Regions from separate parts of the Mus musculus genome. Here all the other regions are linked to region 2. A link is a contact called in public promoter capture Hi-C data. All regions are on one chromosome and are shown on one strand. Each heading gives the region's core, a stretch centred on a gene start, on an enhancer-like site or on the middle of the called end of the contact. The rest is flanking DNA. Distances are from core to core; before and after follow the strand shown.

Region 1 (2,700 bases), core at 113-2,612, 1.1 Mb before region 2:
TCACCTCACTCACTGCATAGCCCAGCAAGTCACTGCCATGCCCCTGCCTCAGCATCCGCAAGGCTGTAATAACAAGCATGGGGCACTTAATCTGGCTAAAACTGAAAGCTTCTTTCGTTCTCTCTTCCTTTTTTAAAAGATGTAACATTATTCTAATTTGTTAATTTGAGACGGGGTCTCCGTAGCCCAGGCTAACCAGACACCGTGGTCATGATTAGAATTCCTGATCCTCCTGTTTCCACCTCCCAAACTCTGGAATGAGAGGTGTACAAGCATCTGGTGTACTTGAGACTGAGACCAAATCGTGCACAATGCACAAGCACTCTACCAATTGAGCCAACATCCCAGGCAAGGCAGAAGTTAAGAGGAGAGCTTGACATCAAAATCCAAAAAGTGCCACATAGCCGGGTGTGGTGAGGCACACCTGTCATCCCAGCCAGTATTTGGGGAGCTGAGGCATAAGGACAAGAAAGTTCAGGGTCAGCCTGGACTACAAGGTAAGTTATAGGCAACCAGAACTTCATAACAAGGTCCTGTTTCAACAAAGAAAGAAGAGGGGAAGAGAGGAGAGGGGAAGGGGAGGGGGGGAAGAGTTGCCATGGGGAGTCCCATTAGAGTGCTAGCTTGCTCACCAATGGTTGAAATGACAGAAAACAAAACTATTTCCCACCTCCTGGGCTCTCCTTTGCCCACAGGCAGGGGCATAAGGCTCTTCCGCCTAGCTCTGCCTTTAGCAGGACTGAAAAAGCAGTCTAGGTGGCAAAATAGCCATTTGCTTGGAAGACTTTAGAGAGGGGCCATTCAGTAAGACACTTAGAACACGGAAATTTAGCAGGCTCACCGCCCTTGTATCTTTGTTTCTTTTGTTTTGAGACAGGGTATCCTGTAGCCCAGGCTGGCCTTGAACTCCTGATCTTTCCATTAGAAGTGCCGAGATCACTGGCTTGTGCCAATATATCTGGTTTGTGCGGTGCTGAGGAAGGACCTAAAGGTTTCGTCTATGCTAGGAATGCAGTGGGCTACAGTCCCAGATCTTTTATTATTTCACTTGCTTATCAGAAATGATTAGTTTCAAGCTGTGTGTGATGGCACACACCTGTAATCCCAGCAATTCGGGAGGCTGAGGTAGGAAGTTCTCAGGTAAGACACCAGCCTGCCGACAGCCTGCTGTCATGTAAGACACCGGTCCCTTTAGGACCCCCTCTCTGGCCTGTTTTCCTCATCTCTGAGACCTGACCAAACTCCAGGTCACTCCGGTCCCGCCAAGGCCCCAGACTTCCTCTCACCAGGCGGTCCCGGACCCGGTGGGACTCCAGCGCGGAAGCCAGACGGTTCAGCAGAGCCATGGCAACTCGGTCGTGACGTCACCCAGGGCGGGGTCAAACTCCTTTGGAAAGGTCCGAAGGTCCGCGCAGGCGCAACTGCCTGCCCTTTGTCCGAGTACTGCTACCTTGTAGGCGTGCTAGCCCGAACCCAGTTTGCAAATGTATTACTGCCACGTCTGTCCTCCCTGCCCACGGACACCCAGAATGACCTTCTAAGCCTGTTGAAATTCGCTCCACCGCTGCTTAGGCAACTCCGCAAGCAAAATGTTTCAAAAATTAATTCATTGCCTACGGGCGGGGGGGGGGGGGAGCGGGGAGTGGGGACAATCAAAAGCTTCACTTGTGGGCTTCATGTACCTGCTTTATCAGTTTGTCTGTTCTGAGCATCTGTGACTGGTGTACTCTCACAAGGCATCTTGATTTTCACTTTCTTTGAGGGGTGATTAGATTTCTTTCTTTTTTTTTTTTTTTTTTTTTGAGGATTTCATTTAGTTCACGCTATCTTTGAACTCACCATGTGCTCAAACTGGCCTTACACTCCTTATTTAGTCTCCCAAATGCTGGATGATAGGCATGTGGCACAAGGCTCCAAGACATCATTAGATATGTTATATTAGATATCATTAGTTACCTGGCTAAAAGGCACCTTTAGAAGAAAAATGAGCTCGGCAGGGAACAAGTACCTTTAATCCCAGCATTCAGGGGGCAGAGGTTCTCCGTGAGTTCCAGGCTAGCCAGATCTACATAGGGAGCTCTGGGCCAGCAGGATGGCACAGTTGGTAGAGGCGCATGTAGGTCAAGCCTGAAGACATGAGTTCCATCCTTGGGACTGGCATAGTTGAAAGTAAGAACCCACTCTGGTGCTAGCTGTCCTCTAACCTCCACAGTTATGGTGTGGTGCACATGCGCGTGTGTGTAAAAACAACTACAAAATAGTCAAAGTTCTCTTCCACTCTTCCTTCCAGGAAGGACAAAAGTTGATCGCTAAAGGTGTTTGATCCATATCTACCTGAGCAGGGCACCCAGAGAATTCACCTTAACCAGCTGTGTTTTGTTTTGTTTTGCTTTGTTTTGTTTTGTTTTTTTGTTGTGTTTGGAGGAGTGAAGACACAAGTATTTTGAGTATTTGTTTTGAAACAAGATCTTATGTAGTCCAAGCTGGGCTCCAACTGAATTAATTTGTAGCCAAGACTGGCCTTGGACTCCTCCTGGTCCTCCTGCCTCAACCTCAGAAGTGCTGGCATGACAGGTGTGTGCCACCAAGTCTGGTTTGTGTGGTGCTGGGATGGAACCCAGAGCTCTCTGCATGGTAAGCTAATGTTCTATACTGAGCCACATTCACAGACCCCAGAACAGTATTTTTTTTTAAAAAGAT
Region 2 (2,700 bases), core at 70-2,569:
ACTCCTCCCAACTCTTCCTATCTCCTCCCAACTCCTCTCAACTCTCCTCCAAACTCCTCCCAATTCCTCAGCTAGCTGTTAAAAGCCCCCTACTGTCACTGCTCGGGGTCTTACATCATCGGAAGTAGGCTTTGGTAAATTGTTTAAGGAAGCCTTTAAATAAAAAGAATTAAAATAGTTTAAATTTATGCTTTGAAGATTTACAAAAAATCAGGTACTAAATGTTAAACAATAACTGACCTTAAAAATGTATTAATTTCTTCTTGGAAATTTGCCACTAGCCTTAGATGATTTTTATTGTGCCAAATAACAATGATGTTACTGAAAGGAAATAAAACTGTAATTCATGTAATGTATGTTAAATAGCCCAAAGAGTTGTTTGTGAGCTTTGAAACCTGGGGCTGAGAACACAGCAGAACAGACCAGGACATGCCCGGGCAAGCCCATCGCCTCCCTAGCTCCCACCCCTCTGACCTAAGTTAAATGTTACAGGCTGCTGATGTTTAAATGGACCAATCATGTGAAACCGCGCCAATTCCTCCCCCAGCCCCACTCCTTTTCTATAAAAACCCCTAGCTTCCAAGCCTCGTGGTCGAATCCACTGTCTCCTGTTGTGTGAGATACGTTTCGACCCGGAGCTCCGCCATTAAAAAACCTCTTGTTGTTACATCAAGGTGTTGTGTTCTATTCGCGATTCTTGGGTGCACGCCGAATCGGGAGCTGAGTGGGGGTTTCCCCACTGAGTTCTTTCATTACCTGTTCTATCCGTGATTGCGTCAATGAACACACTTTTTGAGAAGTTGTAATTCTTGGATGATTCTGTATTTTATTGTGCCAAATGACTATGATGATATATGTTCTATCTGACTGCTTCACTGAACACATCTGCTCAGAGTTGTAATATTTGTTTCTTTATGCATAAAAACCCTTGCATGAGGACTGCAAAATATATTCAGATTCAAACTGCCTCTGTGTTTGTTTTGTCACCGCCAAATCCTTACCCACCTAGCCTTCGAGGATCCTCTTCCCAGGAACCCTCATACCCGACTGGGGTGGTCCGTGGCAGGGCCTCCCTAAGGGCTGGCTGTGGTAGCTATTGGAGGACAAGAAAAAGTGCTATTGAAATGCGAATCTCTGCATATCTGGGAAAGGTCGGTCCTCGGCGTGGAAGCCTGGCCCAGGAACCACTATGCTCTGTCTCTTTAACACACTCTAACCCAAAGGGATGTGTTCCTGTCACTCAAGACTCATTGGCCAATCAGGTTCTCCAGGAAGGCCTCTCAGTCAGAAGAGGCGGGTTCTTCCGGGTGCCATACTGCAAGTCCAGCTCCGCCGCTGAGAAGCTCGAACGGTTCCGTGTGACGTGCTCTGTGTACTGCTGTTTGGTGCGGCTAGGAGAGCTCAGGCAAGCTCTGCAGTCACGGCATGGTGAGAGCAGGGTCACTTCCCCACGGCAAGGGGAAGAGCAGCCGGAGTGAGAGTGGTGGGTCCTCCCCAGAGGCTGGGTGGGAAGGCACAAGGACTTTGGAAATGCGGATCTTTGTATATCTGGAAATGGTCTGGCCCTGGACACTTCAGCACGCTCCAACCCTAACGGAGGTACTCAAGATGTTCAAGACTTGTTGGTCAATCAGGGCCTGCAGGCACACCTGCCAGTCAGAAGAGGAGGAGGGTCTCCCCCCCCCCCCCAGCTCCCCCGGGGTGCCCTGCTGCAGGTTCCGTTCTGTAGCTGAGCAGGTTTGACTGATCTGGTGTGCTGTGCTCTGTGTGCTGCTGCTGGATGCTGTGAGGGGAAATCAGACAAGATCCAAAATCTTGATATTGTGAGCGCAAGGTCATAGTCTGCAAAGGGGAGAAGCAGGCGACTGAGCAGCTGGGAGCTGGAGTGGTAGGTCCTTCCTGGGGCTGAGTGGGAAGCGGCAGCCTGTTGCACCCCCTCTGGTCTCTAGTCACTCCCTGGACCTCGTGGTGGCCTCAGAATTACTTCACTTTGGAGGCTGGATCAGTGCATTTGAAGCAGGGTCTTCTGTGTAGAAACATCCTTGGCAGGAAGACAAACTTGGATAGCCCTAGTTTCTCTAGTGTCTTCTACAAGTTCTTAGCATTTAACATTTAGGTGTAAGATCCATTTGGAGTTAATCTTGTGGAGGTTGTACAAGGTATCTCAAGTGCTGTGTAGCAGCACTCCAATATCTAGCTGTAATGTAGAAGATGATGTGAAGTAGTTACCAGTGCTTAGAAAGAGTAAGTGATATCAAATAATTTTTTTTTCTTTGCTTTTTCGAGACAGGGTTTCTCTGTGTAGCTCTGGCTGTCCTGGAACTCACTTTGTAGACCAGGCTGGCCTCGAACTCAGAAATCTGCCTGCCTCTACCTCCTAAGTGCTGGTATTAAAGGCGTGAGCCACCACCGCCCGGCTATCAAGCTAAGACTTCCTACAGAGAAGTAGTATGCTAACCAGACCTGTTAGAGATTAAGATGCTAGGATACACATGTTTGTTGACTAGGATTGTCCTGAAATATGGTTCCAAACCATAACAAAGGACACTCCCCTGATTTACAACCAGCCACTAGGTCTAAAAACAGGCCTCTATCAAGCTGCTCTCAGGGGGCATTACAGGGTCATAACCAACTGGTTAAGAGCACTGACTGCTCTTCCAGAGGTCCTGAGTTCAAATCCCAGCAACCACATGGTGACTC
Region 3 (2,700 bases), core at 103-2,602, 1.3 Mb before region 2:
GAATTATAAACATAGCAGCCACAAGGGGTCGATTCTCCAACAAGTGTCCTCCGTCGAAGAGGATACCCCTGGCTTTGGGTTTAAACTGCTCAGATGTCTGAATCTGTTGCAACCCAGTAACCATACTTACTTAAAGCAACCTCAAAGAGCCTCAGAGGACAGATTTGGGGTTAGAGAAAAGAACAGACACAGTTGAGAGGTGCACTGGGGACAGACACCCGAAGCCTGGGCGGGCACTGGGGCAAGGTTCCTCAGACCCGAGATGGACACACGCGGGGTACAGAGCCACAAGCCCAGTGAGCAAAGGCCAAGGTCAGCCGGGGTTTCACGCAGGGCCAGGGCCACCAAACCCACTCTTCCCCTTCCCCAGTGTAAAGATGATCACTATAGGGAGGGGACTCTTCATAGACACAAGGACGCTACGGGAGTCTTCAACCTTCAGTCCGTGGAGAGGGGGCTCTAGGTTGATGGAAGAAGAACGAGAAATGTCCACAACTCTCGTGAAAGGACTATATTGCTGGAGTGGTGAAATGGGTGTCTGTAACCCTGACTCCTTGGTGGGGCCTGGGGGGCTCTAAGTTGTATGGAGCAATGGGAAGGGTTGTCCCCATTACTCAGCCCAAAGGGAGAATTCTCTAGGTTGGCTGTGGCGGTGGAGAGGGGTGTCCCCGACCCTCACTCCTTAGGGTGAGGGTTCTAGATTGGCTGGGGCGGTGGGAGAAGTGTCCCCGACATACTGTGATCGCCTCTTGTCCCAGACTTACCCTCTCCAGGGTACAGGTGGCCGGCTGTGCCCACCAGCAACGCGGCCACGGCCACCAGCAATGGCACAGCCGTCGTCTCACATCCTCTCCCGAAGCCCATAGCAGTAGGAGTGCTGGGACCCCGGCGATCAGAGCACGCCACGCCGGCCTACTGGGGACATACTCCGTGAGAAGGTCTCTGGAGAGGCGCTCGGGGCCGCACGTCCTTCTCTTCCACGCCCGTGGCTCACAGGCCGCAGCTCTCCAGCCTAGAGGGCCCTGGGGACAGTCCCGGGAAGAGCACAGAGGCCTCGGCCGCAAGCAACACCGTGGCGCGGCCCGCAGGTCACCCAGGCCCGGTCCCGTGCCCGCAATCCCAGAGTCCAGAGCTCACCGCGGTGCGTCTCCTGTCCGGGTCTCCTGCTTCTGCCCTCCGTGCAGCTCTGGGTGGGTCGCGTTGTGTGGAGTCTGAGACAGAGGGACGCGCGCACTGGAGGGCACCTGGGCTGGTGGTGGCGGCGGGAGCTAGGGCTCGACTCCAGCCCGTAAACAACGCAGCCCGTCAGCTGGGCCCGCGCGGGCCAAGGGAAAAGGTGGCGCGGATTAAGACAGGGAAGGGACTGTGCGCTCCAGTGAGGCCCGCTGGGGGGGGAGGGGGAGAAAGCCAGCAGAGCTCGGGGAGGCGTGGCCAGAGCTGGCAACGCCACGCCTCCTCGCCTCCTCGCCTCCTCGGCCCCTTTGCCCCCTTGCCCCGTAAAACCCGCAACTTCAGAGACCCGAGGCTCACTTCAGATTCTTCCAATCCCAACACCCCGAACTGCTGGCTTAGAAAGATTACGATTTAAAAGCTTGTAAGCGTTCTCAGATACCAGTGTAACATAAACACCCAAACAACTCTAAGACTCACCTGTCAAACGTCCGGAGCTGCCCATATCCGCACCTGACACGAACGCCCCCAAAGAGTCCCAAAGTTCCGATTTTAAAACCTAGGGGTCCCCAGATCCCCGCCTGACTCGAAAACCACTAAACAGGCCTGAGGTTCCAGTTTAAAAGCCTAGGGACGCCCCCAGGTCCCCTCCTGACTGCAGCAAACACAAGTAACACCGAGGTTCCAATTTAAAGGTCTGGAGCACACTCTAGATCTCCGCCAGATCTAGACACCCCAAATTACCCCGAAATAACAATTTTAAAGTCTGGAAATGCCGCCAGATACCCCAGGACATAAACACCCCAATATGCCCCTAGATGCCAGATTCAACCAAGCACATTTTGTCTTTCTTTACTCCTTTTTACTATTTTTTTGACTCCCGTGGGGAATTCACTTTAATTCTTTACCTTTGATTCTGTTTTTCTTTACAGCCTATGCTACCAATGTCTTACGAGATTCTCCCAACCCTGGCTCTCTCGAGGAGCTAGTAGGCGCCCAACAAGTTCCCTCCCCAGTGAGCTCCCGCCCAGCAGCTTGGAGGCACCAGCTTCCAGGCCACAGCCACGTGTCCACAATGCAGGCAGCCTGTATTCCCTGGCCTGCGCCCCCTCCACCCAGCACTGAATTCCAGCAGAAATCAATAAGGAAATGACTCTAGAAGAACATAACAAGGCTTCTAGAAACACGTTAGAAACTTCATATAGGATCAGAGCAGACATAACTCCATTTTCAACACACATACCAGTAGGTGGCTGTATGTCTAAGAAAGCCATTCACTAGCAGCCCTGCTCAACCACATCATGAGGCGCTAACCCTGTCGGTGCCTTAGGAATATGTGCAGTACAGAGTCCTCTATCCTTTGCTTCACATGTTCACTCAGACCCGGACTGTGGCTGCTGGTCTGTGCAATGGGTTTGACAATATCTGTAAAAAAAAAGGTAAAAATAAAAGTAAAGTGGCAAGCAATAGAGAAAGACACTTAAGGTCAACCTTTGGCCTAGCACACCACACCACACACACACATAAACA
Region 4 (2,700 bases), core at 91-2,590, 1.0 Mb before region 2:
GCATTTGGGAGGCAGAGGCAAGTAGATTTCTGAGTTTGAGGCCAGCCTGATCTACAGAGTCAATTCCAGGACAGTCAGGGTTACACAGGGAAACCCTGTCTGGAAAAACCAAAATAAATAAATAAATAATAAAAAAAATAAAATCATAGCTGCCAGCCTTTTTCTAAGATCCATCTAGTCAACAGAGGGGAGTCCCTTAGGTTCTGCCTCACCTCACTCAAGCCACCTGTAACACAGGCCCCCAAACAGTGAGTGTTCCAACCCAGTTCTGTAGATAAATAGATTTGTATTATGGAGCTGGGAATGCTGAACCTGAAAACACACACACACACAAAAGACTGTTTATACCAAAAAAAAAAAAAAAAAGTATGCACCTACACATCATTAGTCACACACAGAAAGCCCCATGCACACAACCACACCCGCAAACACACAGATCCTCTCAGACCCTTACCTACATCTAGTCAGAGGCTTTCTTCAACAAATACTGCAGATATCAAAGGTACACATCAGGACATTTGCAATCCACCTAGTAACCCTACAGAGCTAATCTCACATACACAGCTTTTCTCCTGCCTAAATACACCCACTTGGTATCTCTGCCATCTTCCTGCCCTGACAGAGTCAACAATTACACCCTTATATGATAGATGTGTTTAGACTCACATCATTCTTTCTCCCCCCGCTCTTTCTCTTCCTTCATTTCCAATCTTAGAACACAGAAGGTTGTACAACACAATTCTTTGATTTTACTTATTTATCTCATGTATCCCAGGATCACCTTGAACTTACAAAAATTCTCTTCTTCCCACTTCCCAAGTGCCATGATTCTAGGCATGTACCTACCACCATCCCTAGCTTATTTGGTGCTTGGGATGGAGGAGAAGGTTTTGTACATACCAGATAAGGACTCTGTCAACTAGGGCACAACCCTAGCCACTTAATACAAACCATTGTACCACAACAGGTTTGAAACAGTCACCTTCACAAACAGATGACATCACAAATCTAGATACCTATAGACAGAGATGTTCACAGGTACTCTCAAGCAAGTGGATACAAACACATTCATTTTCTTTTTAAACTAGGACAGAGTCTTGCTGTGTAGCCCTGGTTGGCCTAGAACTTACTGTATAGTAATAGCCACAAACTCCATATGCATATGTGAACTCCACCTGCATATGTGTGGGATCAAAAGCCTACATGGACATCCATGACAAAGGGTCCCTAAGCCTCTCCAGGGTCCGGGAGTGAGCAGGAACACACGCGCGCGCGCGCACACACACACACACACACACACACACACACACACACACACACGAGAACGCATACAGGGACATGCGTTCTTCTGCAGCCCTTCCCTCATCCGCCATCACTGCCGCCCTTTGCAGCAGGAGGACCTATGGAAGCTTTAATGTCAGTGGGGACCCATGTGGACCCAGGAGCCAGAGAGAACTGAGTCCAATCTGGGGGCGGGGCGCACCTGGGTTCCGCCTTGGGGCGGGGTCGACGCCGCGTCGCCAGCGCGCTCGACCGCACCTGGTTCAGCGGCGCCTCAGCAGCTTTATTAGTAACAGCAGCAGCCGCGGCGGCAACCCGATTCGGGGTGGCGGAGGCTCGGCAGCAGCGCAGCGCAGCGCAGCGCACGCAGCCCAGCCCATCAGAGCGCGCGGACCCGGGCGGCCGTAACCCCGGCGTCGCCATGGTGGAAGCGGCGCCCGCAGGGTCCGGGCCACTGCGGAGGACTTTCCTGGTCCCCGAGATCAAGTCTTTGGACCAGTACGATTTCTCTCGAGCCAAGGCGGCGGCGAGTCTGGCGTGGGTGCTGCGGGCCGCATTCGGGGGAGCAGGTAACCCGAGGGCCTTTGGGGAGGGGACCGGGGGAGCCAGGCTGGGGCGCGGCAGGTGCGGGGGGCGGGGCGCCAAGCCGGGGCCGTGGGAACAATAGCTTCGGGGCTGCCTAGGGTCCCCGAGCTTTTGGTCTTTGCTAAGCTGGGCCTCCAAGCTTCCTGCTCGGACGGGGCCCTTGGACTTTGCCCGCCCGGGTCGCTGGAACGCAGTCGGGGGTGGGGCCCGCCAAGAGGCTGTGCGCCTTGGGACCCCGGGATCAGAGCCCCCAGGTGAGCAGGGGTGGGGTCTGCAGACCAATTTTGTGTGTGGTGGGGGAAGGGTCTCCTGGTAGTCCTCTGCTTCCCGCCTCCCACCCCACTCCTCAGACCCCAGGGCCTAACTGCATGGCCAACTCCCCTTTCACACACATCAGAAGCCTGTGATGGTTCCTCCTACCCCCACCTTCCCTATCTACCCTCACAACGTGTACGCGGTGGCTTGGACCCCGCAAGGAGCGTTTTAAGAGATCAGAGCTACAGCTCAGTGACTGGGACACAAACCCTGCCTTGCCGGTGGCCAGCGTGTGTGTGTGTGTGTGTGTGTGTGTGTGTGTGTGTGTGTGTGGTGTGTCTGGGACCACTCTTTCGTCTCGATGGCCCCGTAAAGGCTGGCAGTTGTGACTTATTGCCACATTTTCCTGAGGATTCAGGTAGGCATAAATGGCTCATTCACCAGCTGTTCTAGGGTGGCAGCTCGGGCGGCCAGGCCTTCTCTTATTGAAGCCACCCCTTTTCTCCTCCCTTCCGCATGCCCACAGGCCTGAAGGACTAGGGCCATTCCTACTGGGCAAATGAGGAAGGTGGATTATCA
Region 5 (2,700 bases), core at 102-2,601, 1.1 Mb before region 2:
CCAGGGATCCTCTCATCTCTGCCTCCACAATGCTGGGATTACAGGTACCAGGCCTTAGTTTTTACACAAATTCTAGGGATCTGAATTCAGATCTTCATGCTTTCATGGCAAGCACCTGAGCCAGTGAACCACCTCCCTGACTATTGCACCGAGCCATCTCCCTAGCCTCAATGCCTGGCTTTTGAGAAAGTATTATAATACTTACCAATGTTATTGGACTGCAAGGGCCATCATGCCATGTTTCCACAGCGCTGGGGACTGATCCCAGTTTGTGCCTGCTGAGCAAGCACCCTATCAACTGGGCTACATCCCCAGTACTGTGAGATGGTCTGAATTATTTCATTGAATCCTTTGTACAGCTCTGGGAGGCAGGTAATCCTGGGTGAATCCCGTTTTGCAAAGAACAAGAAAATTTCAATTGATTATTATTAATAATAAAAGGGCCAGGCAGTGGTAGTGCGTGCCTTTAATCCCAGCACTTGGGAGGCAGAGGCAGGCGGATTTCTGAGTTCGAGGCCAGCCTGGTCTACAGAGTGAGTTCCAGGACAGCTAGAACTATTACAGAGAAACCCTGTCTCGAAAAACCAAAATAAATAAATAAATAAATAAATAGAAATTAGCTCACAATTTAAGGCACGGTGGAAAGTTTTGAAGTGATGGTTAGATTTACACTCAAATTGTCTTCCTTGCAGAGCTGCGTTTTTAACTATCAAGTTCCAAGCAAGACTGCCATAAAGAGGTGAATGGCAGACCAGCGGTCAGTTTAAGTGGGAAGTTTTCTGGTCGTTGCAAAGCCTTGGGAAGTCACCAGGAGGTTCTAGAAGGTGGAAATTCTTTGGAGGTCCTGGACTCTCCGTAGGAGGAGACTGGCTGTAAAAGATAGGACTGAGGCTGTTGCAGTAGCGCAGAAAGTCTTTGGACTGTTAAAATACGGTTCTATTTGGTTTAGGAAACGGTTTGCTTGTAGCTCAGATGGGAGACAGAAAAGGTTTCTGGGAGTAGAGGGGCGGATATTTTCGGCTTAGGACGCCGGATCATCGCCGGACACTACTGAGGGTAACAGGTGAAGCTCTGGACTCAGAAGTTACAAGGCTGTCGCCGAGCCAGATCGGATCCAGTTCCCGCCACACCTAGAAGCCAGTGGGTCCCTCAGACCTTTTGTTAGAGTTGCTATCGGCACTAGGACCGCGCGACTATTTTTAGTCCACAAGCGGCCAGCGAGGGGCGCATGCGCACTGCTGGGAGGCTCTGCCCCGCCCCTTAGAAAGGGTCGCGCTTGTCACGTGTTCAGTTCAGGCGCCCCGCTCACGTGACCGCGGCGCATGTCAGCTGATGCGGGAGGGTTTGAAGCGGCGCCGGGAGGGAGCGAGGCTGCAGTGACCGCGGCGCGCGCTGGGACCCACCCGCGTCTCGCGCTCACCCTGCGGCCATGGCCACCCCGGCGGGCCGGCGCGCCTCAGGTGAGCGCGGGCGGCGGGAGGGCGCGCCCAGCTCAGCGACCTCGGGTGACTTCCGCTGCAGTCCAATACTGGAAGATGGGCTTTCGGCTTCTAGAACCTGGGCGGCGGGCGGGCCAGCATCTCCTACCTCAGGCGGAGAGCTTCTACCGATCCTAGAATCTGGGCGGCGGGTGGGCATCGAGCGTCCAGCTTAGTGTTCTGACTTTCAGGGCGGACTTCTCAGTGTTCCTATGGGAGATTGACGAATGATTCCTCCTAGAATCTGGGCAGTGGGTGCACAGCGACACCTCCGACCTTGGACGTCAAGCGCCCAACTTCCCGTTCGTCAATTCCAGTGCGGACTTCTCAGATGCTCCATAGGGGAGAGATGGGTAGATGGCTCCCAGAACCTGGGCTTCCAGTTCTCAAGTTTTTCAAGTCCTCATATGAGAGAGATAGACAGTAGCATCCTAGAACCTGGGTGGTGGGTGTGTACCAACAACATCTCTAACCTCAGGTGAACAGCTTGCATAGTACCCAGAACTCAGGTAGTACAGGTACCAGCAACTCTTGGCCTCAAGCACTGAGGGTCTACAGTTCCTAGAACTGGGTGGTGGGTGGACACCACTTCCCCAGCCTCTTTCTCCAAGCTCTCCATTTTTCCCTTTAAAGTGTGGTGCAGACTTATGGAGGAGAGATGGGCAGTTGGTTCTCAGAACCAGTGGGCAGGTCCCAGCCTTTAAAACCTCTGCAGAGAGCTTATTGTTGATGACAATTCTAAAGGCCAGTACAAACTTAGTTGCCTTATGAGAGAGAGATAGAGCGTCCAAAGAACTTGGACAGTGGGTGGGCTTAAGATTCTCCAGTTTAAGAGGGCAGGACTCCTGATAATCCCAGCCTCCACCTCCCTTGTGCTGGGATTCTAAGCATGTATCACCATGGATGGCTGTATTATTGTTATTACGAAACATTTCTTTCCAGGGTTGTTTGTGACCTGTGAGAGTATTGCCTTCCCCAACCTAGTCTCTTCTCAGTTTGTAAACAGGCGCCAGCCAGCCAGCCAGCCAGCTAGCTAGTTTCTTCCATTAGGACAGTATTTGAAGCCCGAGCTTTTGTTAGCGGTAGTTTGGTTTTGTTTGGATCAGGTTCTTAGTCTATAGACCCTGAACTTCTTTTACTTTTGTTTTTGTCTGTTTTGAGACAGAGTGTCTATGTAGCTCTGGGAGTTCTGGAATTCTGGTATCTGCCTTCTTTGCTTCCA

The links. Promoter capture Hi-C pulls out the DNA fragments that hold promoters and counts their contacts. Capture Hi-C pulls out chosen DNA fragments and counts their contacts.
Region 1: a promoter capture Hi-C map of liver shows a contact between it and region 2, with 2.2 times the contacts expected there. The contact joins the promoter of Pex11g here to the promoter of Zfp958 in region 2. A contact is called at or near these places in 2 of 39 promoter capture datasets (hippocampal neurons and liver), 1 of 484 Hi-C or Micro-C datasets (B cells) and 1 of 9 other capture datasets (liver).
Region 3: a contact with region 2 is called in a promoter capture Hi-C map of pre-B cells, with 8 times the contacts expected there. The contact joins the promoter of Insr here to the promoter of Zfp958 in region 2. A contact is called at or near these places in 3 of 39 promoter capture datasets (hippocampal neurons, liver and pre-B cells).
Region 4: a promoter capture Hi-C map of pancreatic islet shows a contact between it and region 2. The contact joins the promoter of Camsap3 here to the promoter of Zfp958 in region 2. A contact is called at or near these places in 2 of 39 promoter capture datasets (hippocampal neurons and stem cell-derived epiblast-like cells), 1 of 115 datasets of contacts at active chromatin or transcription factors (pancreatic cancer cells) and 1 of 9 other capture datasets (pancreatic islet).
Region 5: a promoter capture Hi-C map of liver shows a contact between it and region 2, with 5 times the contacts expected there. The contact joins the promoter of Mcoln1 here to the promoter of Zfp958 in region 2. A contact is called at or near these places in 5 of 39 promoter capture datasets (hippocampal neurons, liver, pre-B cells and 1 more), 1 of 115 datasets of contacts at active chromatin or transcription factors (astrocytes) and 2 of 9 other capture datasets (adipose tissue and liver).

The regions. Positions count from the first base shown.
Region 1 is chr8:3,466,286-3,468,985 of GRCm38.p6, forward strand. Pex11g (peroxisomal biogenesis factor 11 gamma) reads right to left here and starts at 1,363. Exons shown (of 5, transcript NM_026951.3): 1 at 1,287-1,363. The coding sequence starts at 1,346. It also overlaps a transcript of Tex45 not described here.
Region 2 is chr8:4,611,851-4,614,550 of GRCm38.p6, forward strand. It overlaps Zfp958 (zinc finger protein 958), which reads left to right and starts at 1,320. Exons shown (of 4, transcript NM_145591.5): 1 at 1,320-1,428. The coding sequence starts at 1,426.
Region 3 is chr8:3,278,265-3,280,964 of GRCm38.p6, forward strand. Insr (insulin receptor) reads right to left here and starts at 1,353. Exons shown (of 21, transcript NM_010568.3): 1 at 765-1,353. The coding sequence starts at 864.
Region 4 is chr8:3,586,110-3,588,809 of GRCm38.p6, forward strand. It overlaps Camsap3 (calmodulin regulated spectrin-associated protein family, member 3), which reads left to right and starts at 1,341. Exons shown (of 17, transcript NM_027171.3): 1 at 1,341-1,850. The coding sequence starts at 1,703.
Region 5 is chr8:3,499,168-3,501,867 of GRCm38.p6, forward strand. Mcoln1 (mucolipin 1) reads left to right here and starts at 1,352. Exons shown (of 14, transcript NM_053177.1): 1 at 1,352-1,460. The coding sequence starts at 1,430.